2 separate regions of the Anas platyrhynchos genome follow, and region 2 is linked to region 1. Evidence: chromatin contacts called from public Hi-C data. All regions are on one chromosome and are shown on one strand. The core of a region is the stretch at or near the end of the contact, and the rest is flanking DNA. Distances in the headings are between cores, read along the strand shown.

Region 1 (3,672 bases), core at 892-3,391:
GATCCCTTACTCGTAGTGTTGAGCTATTAGTCATGTGAGCTGTCTCATGAAATCACTCACCAACTGCATGACTTGTATGAAAAACTGAGCAGTTAAGACTCCAATCTGGTCCATTACCATTATGTAATGTTGAACATTTGTGTAAATTGGTCTAATTTAGAGGTCTCTTCAGTGCAAATGTCTCTTTGAATTGCCTCTGCTGCAAGTAATAGATTAACTTCCAAACTGGAACTCCCCAGCAGGAGACAGTGCAGCAGCTTGTATGAGGGGATGTATACAGAATCTAATTAATCCTAATGTTTCTCTAAGTTTAATCATGCAGGCCATCAGCATACAAATATTTGAGCATAAGCTTTAGCTTCTGCAAGAGATCTACAGGTGTGACAAATAACAACATGAGTGTTTTGGTCCTTTCAGATTACACATGCTATCTCCTTCAAGTAATGCTCCTTTAAGCCATTCCTCCAAAACTGGAGTTTTGCCCAGCAAGTATTCATTCTCCATTTCTGAAATAGGCCTTTAACCTATTTGTTGACCGCTGTGAAATTACATCCTCCCTCCTTGTAGTTATATGGAAAGTATCTAAAGGAAAAAAAGTTCCTTTCAATGGTAACCACTCAAATGCAAATAAAATACATAGTGATTGCTCAGATAAAGAAGCACTGAAAAGGATGCCCACCTCACATGTGCATAGGTATGAACTTGTACTCAACGCACCTGAGGTTCACATCTTAGCATTTGGGGGTTTAGCCTTATGACATTTTAAAATAATTTTTGTTCTGCCACAGGTAGTTTCAAGATGTGTGCAGGCCTTGGGAATAGGTAGTCATTCTCTTCTATGTTGGTGTGATTATTTCTGTTTTCCAATTCTTTCTTATTGCTCAGCCCTCTGAGTCTTACCTAAATTGTATATCTGTATAGTACTCAGTTACTTTTAGAGCTCTTGTTGAAATCACTCTTCCTTTGAATTCTACTTTTTCCTCACCAGATGAATTGATATTTACTTCTAAGTCTTTACTGAAATATCAATGATACGGGCAGTCTCCTTCTGGATGAAGAAATCTTTCCTCCTTCTTGGTCCTTAACCTCAGCTCCTTTTCCTATTAAGTCTTTGTTACTCTAGTTCTGATCTTCTGCTTCCTAATACCCTGATGTTATTCTCATTCTTGCTAAGTGCTTTCCTATGTACCTCACACAGTTGTTTTCTGAGTACCTGATTAGTGGCACCACCATGACTTCCCTATGTCTGCTCCCTCTTTGTGCCCATTTACCTACTTCAATGTAACTCTTTCTGTGGTTTCTTCTGACATTCCCAGAAGACAGCCATCATGCCGGGTGAGTTGATGCCTGCTGATGCAACAGGAGCCCTGAAGGCTGTGAGTGCCATGAGGGGGAGAGAGGGAGTCACACCGTGTTCAAAATGTGGACACATTCAATTTGTTCCCATGTTCCTGGGAGAGAAGCTGGTATGCTGGTGCATGGAAACACCATTTAGGCTGGTTTAGGACATGAGCTGAGCAACAATAGCTTGGATTATCCATACAGATATTGTCGCTTAGTCATACAGACAAATATGAACACATTTTCTCTCCTGTCTTATCTGAACCCCTTCTGACCCTAGTACTTCTAAGTCCACAGTGCTACCCTCTCCTGTCCTGGCCACAGAGATCTTTGGTCAAGCTGCCAACTATAGTCATCATCCTCATGGCCTTTGTTGTGGTTTTTCCTGGTCATAAATATTCTTCTTCAAATATTGCTGAAGCATCAGTATTCTTATGAGTTTGAAAACAGCAAGAATGTATTGAAAAAACGTTTATTCCAACAGGAAATAGCAGAGCTAATTAATTGAACAGGATGAGTGAATGAGTTGGCATAAAAAAGGATACTGTTCATGTTACAAACTGGTCATCGCTATTTTATTTTATTTTATTTTATTTTATTTTATTTTATTTTATTTTATTTTATTTTATTTTATTCAGAACCATTTGATTGAAAATAAATGTTTTGTCTGTCACATGCTTTTTTGGAAAGAAACAGTGAGTGAGTCAGAGAATGAAGAGATTTTTCAAGAGGAGCCTAATCTTTTGGGTGGCTTTTGGGGTTGTGATTCATTCTTGCCCACACACTGTAGAATAAGAGCAACTCATCATTTTGGATGATTTACTACATATAGCAGGTTTCTGAACTGTTTAACACTTTGTTATAAAGGTGACTACCCTCACAGAAATGACATTGTTGTCATATCAATACAGTGCAAAAGTCCATGTGGGCCTGATAGAAAGACAGTAGAAAAATGGCCACAAAGGAGGAATTGGTGAGGCAATGGTGAATTTTCTTTTCATTTTTAGGTAACAATTTCCACACACCACCCCCTCCTTTTCCTCATTTTGCTAGCTTTGAACTTTATCCAACTTTATTTTTTTTTAACTGTATAGAGTACAGGTTAAAAAACAAAACAAAACAAAACAAACAAACAAAAAAACCTGCTAAAACTGCTAACCTTCAAACCACTGAAGACTTCAAGTTTTGCTGAAGATTTGAAAAAAGAAAAAAAAGTAAAAAAAAAAAAAAAAAAAAAAAAAAAAGGAAATAAACACTCACCCAAACACGGGCAACTACTACCATATATTTAAAAAAAAATCAGGAAGAAAAAGCATACCAAAGCTGAAAAGGCATGGACTAGCAAATTTGATGATTTAGTATTTCAAAATGAAAAATAAAGTATATATTGAAACAGATCTCTAACAATTTGATCTATGCTCACAGAGCTTCCAACACTATCTTCCAGGAATGTCAAAAACCACTGTGGGCTGGAAATCACGTGTGTGTGGTCAGCTACACGCTTACAATCTCACAGCTTGTTCCAAATCTGGGTGACAAAGAAGGATGTAAGAAAGGAGGGAAGGAAGGAAGGAAGGAAGGAAGGAAGGAAGGAAGGAAGGAAGGAAGGAAGGAAGGAAGGAAGGAAGGAAGGAACAGTCAGATATGTCTTCCTCCAAAAAAACAAAACAAAACAAAACAAAGTGTCAAACCAAAGGAAATTCTTTTTCTGATACATCTCCTTTGAAGACATATCACAGATAATTAAATTGATTTTACAATCAGCTTTTGCTTTCTTGACAGTGGTCTGACATGAAAAAAGAGTAGTATCCATTTTTCCTGTCACTTGCCTTGTGTTGGACTTGGAATCATCTTGCAGCTGGGAAGAGGGTCTAATCAGTTTGCTTATATATGTGACAACCGAGTCACTATAGCAATTTGTAGTTATACTGGCTTTAAATAGTCATGAAATTTATGGTGAGATTTGGAAAAAGATGAAAAGTTAATGACAAAGAGAATAAAAGTGCACTCTAAATGTGTCCTTACCTAATGCAAATGGATATCAGGCAAAATCTTCCATTGATTCCCAACGAACAATCAGGGCAATGGAGAACATGACCACTTCAATTTAGAAGCTCAGGAGATTGCCAAGTGTCTGGAAACATATCTAGAAGAAAGAACAGAGGATATTTACCTAATACAAGAAAATGAAATATAAGGCAACCTCAGCTATGTTTTCAGAAGTGCTATTACACATAATGTACAAAATAGGTGCCCCAGAAGATCAGCAAATGTAGCTGAGCAGATTGTTGAAAGACCATCAAATATCTGAACACACACACACACACACAC
Region 2 (3,702 bases), core at 210-2,709, 310 kb after region 1:
TACTGTGGAGCTAATTTTCTCAGAACTTTTATGAAAAAGAAATCACACGCTGAGATTGCATATGGAACCTGGAATAATTTACCACTGTAACAATCCCAAAAATCTTTTTTTCCAAAATCTATGTGGCACATGTGGACAATAGGTTTAGCTACATTCACATCATAGATGGTGTCTGAAATAATGTTTAACCTCTGCTGTTTGCAATCAAAAAGCACCGCTACCCTTCAATTACTAAGATTTATTAGATGGCAAATTAAATTACTATTTCTGCTTTGTTTTCTTGCTCAGCTGTGAGCACTCATCATGCTACAATGATTTAACCTACAACACTTCCAGAACAGTTTCTGAAATTTAGGTTGGAGAATCTACCCTCAAAAGCAACTGGATTGAGACTGCTGTCCAAAAGGCAGTGTGTCCATAAGCATTTGCAGAGTTGATGCCACAAATGAAAGTCCTACAAACACTACTGCTGGAGCAGTATGCTGGCACTTGTAATGATTACTCATTTAACTTCACAATGAGATCTATTTGAGTTAAAATGAGCAGGTTTTATTTAACCTACAGCACAGCTACATCACAGGCTGTGGTCTGTGTTCTGTAACAAAGCTGGTAAGCACAAACCCCATTCAGACAAACACACTGATCAACATCAGGCCCTTTCCAAGTGATCAGGATGCTTAACTGGAACCCGGCTACTGACGTTTTAGCACATAAAAGCACCAAGATCTCCCTCTAGAGGGCATTTTGTCTTTATCTGTGGTTTATGATAGTTGCAAGCTTCAGCAACTTACAACTGTAAGAGATTTTTTTTTTTGAGTAATACAGCTTCATTTGTTAAAACAGCATCTCACTTAAGCAATTTCAAAGGGAAAAATAACTAAGAAGTGTTCCAGAACAACTCATTTAAAAACAGAAGTAGTAATAAGCACCCTTTTTCCTCCAAGTCAACTTTATTTGACAGTTCTCACCAACCAAGTACTAACACCGAAGGCCTGCACCTCAGTGACTACAGCACGCAGTTACTATTTGTAGCATAAGGCTGGAAACAGACTGCGACCAAGATTCACCATGTAAGTGAATAACTCACAGTAAGAAGCTGACCTCCGGCAGAAAGCTATGAATGAAGATATACGTGTGGGTTAGACTTGCAAAAACTGCTTTATTGCATTTTCAGGCACACAGACAAGAGGCAGCGCGAGGCTCTGGGGTAAGCAGGGGGCCCCTCCCTGCAGGTATCGGGATGCCAAACCAACACCTTGCTGCGGGACACTGCAAAGAAGCCGCTAAACCGCATCGGACGACATAAACCCACCCCGGCACCACACGCAGCCCCCGCAGGCCTCGGTATTTTGGGACGAGCAAAGCGCCCTCCTCACAGGAGCCCCCCCCCAGGCCCCGCCGCGGCCCCCGGTACCTGAGGGGCGGCCCCCGGAAGCCGGCGTCCCGCGGCTGCTCCCCGTTTATAAGCGCGCCGGGCAGAAACCGCTCCCCTCTCTCTAAGCGGCCGGCCTGTGGCTTTTTCCCCGCAGGCACAGCGCGGAGCGGCGGGCAGGGCTGAGGCCGCGGCTCGCTGCGCGATGGCGAGTCCTTCTGCGGGGGTCTCTAGGGGCAGGAGGGGCTGCTGGGCGCGGGTGGGGGCAAGGAGGGGGGGAAACGATGGTTCCGGGCGGAGCGTGTTTCCCAGCCGGAACGGGGCGCGGAAGGGGGAGCCGGGCGGGAGCGGCTGTGACACGATCGCGTCTGACAGGAGCGGGCCGGGAGCGGCTCGGAGCGGAGCGGCCGGGAGCGGGGAGCTGCGGGCGGGCAGGGGGGGAGCAGCCGCTGCCCCACGGCCTCTCCTGAGCGCCCGGTAGCGCCCAGCAGCCGGCGGGTGCCTTCCTTCCTCCCGAGGCTTCCCGGAGCGGGCTCTGGGAATGGCGCAGCTGCGCGGCACGCGGCGCCCCGGCCTCAGCGCGGCGTAGCCCCCAGCCAGGCCCGGGGAAGTTGCCCGCGGAGGCTTCTGACGGCGGCGATTTCAGTAAAGGCGGTGTGAGTGCATTCAGGGCTGGCTGTGCTGTGGGAGGGACGTGGTGAAGTCGCGCTCAGCCGCTAATGCAGCTGTCACCTGCTTCTTTATATATCTATATAGGTATTAATGCTGGGAAAGGGGAGCCATCTGCTTCTGTGATTCGTTGTGCCTGAATATGGGCCCTCTAAACTCCATCCATTCGTGTTTCATGCTCAGCAAGGGACCAATATGTGCTGGAGGGGCTCTCCAGAGTTCCTTCTGAAAGTGGGAGATGACAAGGCACTGAGCTTACAACTCCATTTCTTATAAAATCGTTAATGGGTACCTCTACGTATATTTGAGAGGCATATTCCTCCTCTAGTAAGGAAGAGATTTCTAACACGTGTTTTAGTCTCTGAACGTTCAGCTAGCTCCCTTTGGATGTACAAAATCCTTTGAAAGTCATCGGGGTTCTGCGTGGGCACAGAGCTCTTTCCTCATGGGCATGGCATGATAGAGAGTGCCCAGGGTGGATGCTATTTCCAACATACAGCTGTTTGCACTTTTAATTTGTCGCTGTCACCTCTGATTATAGTGCAGGGAAATTAAGAATCAGTGTGAGCTAAGATGATGTCATTTTCCTCTCAAGAAAAACCTCATGCAATAGCTTGGGTGGTTGCATAATGAAACCACTTCAGACTGTGATGCAGCACTTTGCCACGCTGGCCAAATTGCAGTGATATTTTCCATAGAATTTTTTTCCTCTCAGTTGGCTTTTCTCATTAGGGTTTGTACTGCTATCTCATTTTATCAGCCTCAGGTCTTATTAAATTCTTTTATGCATCTCTGTGTACCTTGTTGTTAAAACAACATAGCATGTTCATTGCTTTGAGATAGCTGCAGTTTGACTTGCAGTGTTATTTTTCAGATAGGTTCCTTTCTTATTGTCTTTTAACGCTTATTTTCTTGTATGTAAATACGGCAAAATCAGAATCATAATGGTTTTAAAATTCTCTCTTACCATATTAAGTTACTGCTTGTTTATCTACAGTTCTAAATATCTAAACATTCAGATGCTTGAATTATTACTCAAAAAATGGCTTAGAGCCTATGTACTGCTAAAAGCATCATCATTTAGTACAGGAAGCTGCTGAGCGTGAATATTTTTTTTTTTTTAAATAAGGTTTTTACTCATGGCAGGCTGATAACAGATTCACCAGGTTTCTTAGACAGCAATAAAAGTCTATTTTTTAGATCAGAGAATAGTTAAAGACAATATATCAGGTAAGTTTGGAAAAGTTGGAGGAACATTCCTGAGGTACCATTATGGAAACCATATATAAAATAATAAGTTAATATAAGTAAAATATAAGTTAATTCAATGTAGTCCATATTGCAGGAGTTTTCCACTCTTGGAAACTACTAAGAAGTGTTTGATGTACTCATTAAAATTAAGTACAAGAGAGCTTTTTAGATTATAAATGCATTTTAGATTATAACTGAAGGGATAAAGATCAAGATATTTCTGATGTAGAGTGAAAATAGCCTTGATTTTAATGCCTTTGGTAACCAAAACCTTACACTTTCTTAATAGCATAATTTAACTTCCTGTACTTTCTGTGTTAGCCTACTGTAAACTATGCAGTTGTAATTTCCCAGAGTCTTGTATGCTATTATTTTTAAAAAAAAAAAAGAGTGCTAAGAAACTTTCAGAC

What was found. Hi-C and Micro-C count contacts between places; a contact is called where the count stands out from the background.
Region 2: a contact with region 1 is called in a Hi-C map of skeletal muscle, with 4 times the contacts expected there. The contact joins the promoter of WARS1 here to the enhancer-like site in region 1. A contact is called at or near these places in 5 of 8 Hi-C or Micro-C datasets (F1 follicle, F5 follicle, liver and 2 more).

What each region holds. Positions count from the first base shown.
Region 1 is chr5:12,229,125-12,232,796 of IASCAAS_PekinDuck_T2T, forward strand. No RefSeq gene overlaps it. Among named protein-coding and RNA genes, the nearest start is that of BEGAIN, 59 kb to the right of the region's middle. Within about 2 kb of position 2,142, at least 1 of the 8 cell types and tissues checked has an H3K27ac peak or open chromatin away from gene starts, as enhancers often do.
Region 2 is chr5:12,535,642-12,539,343 of IASCAAS_PekinDuck_T2T, forward strand. It overlaps WARS1 (tryptophanyl-tRNA synthetase 1), which reads left to right and starts at 1,460. Exons shown (of 11, transcript XM_027457764.3): 1 at 1,460-1,580. It overlaps WDR25 (WD repeat domain 25), which reads right to left and starts at 1,543. Exons shown (of 7, transcript XM_027457762.3): 1 at 1,415-1,543.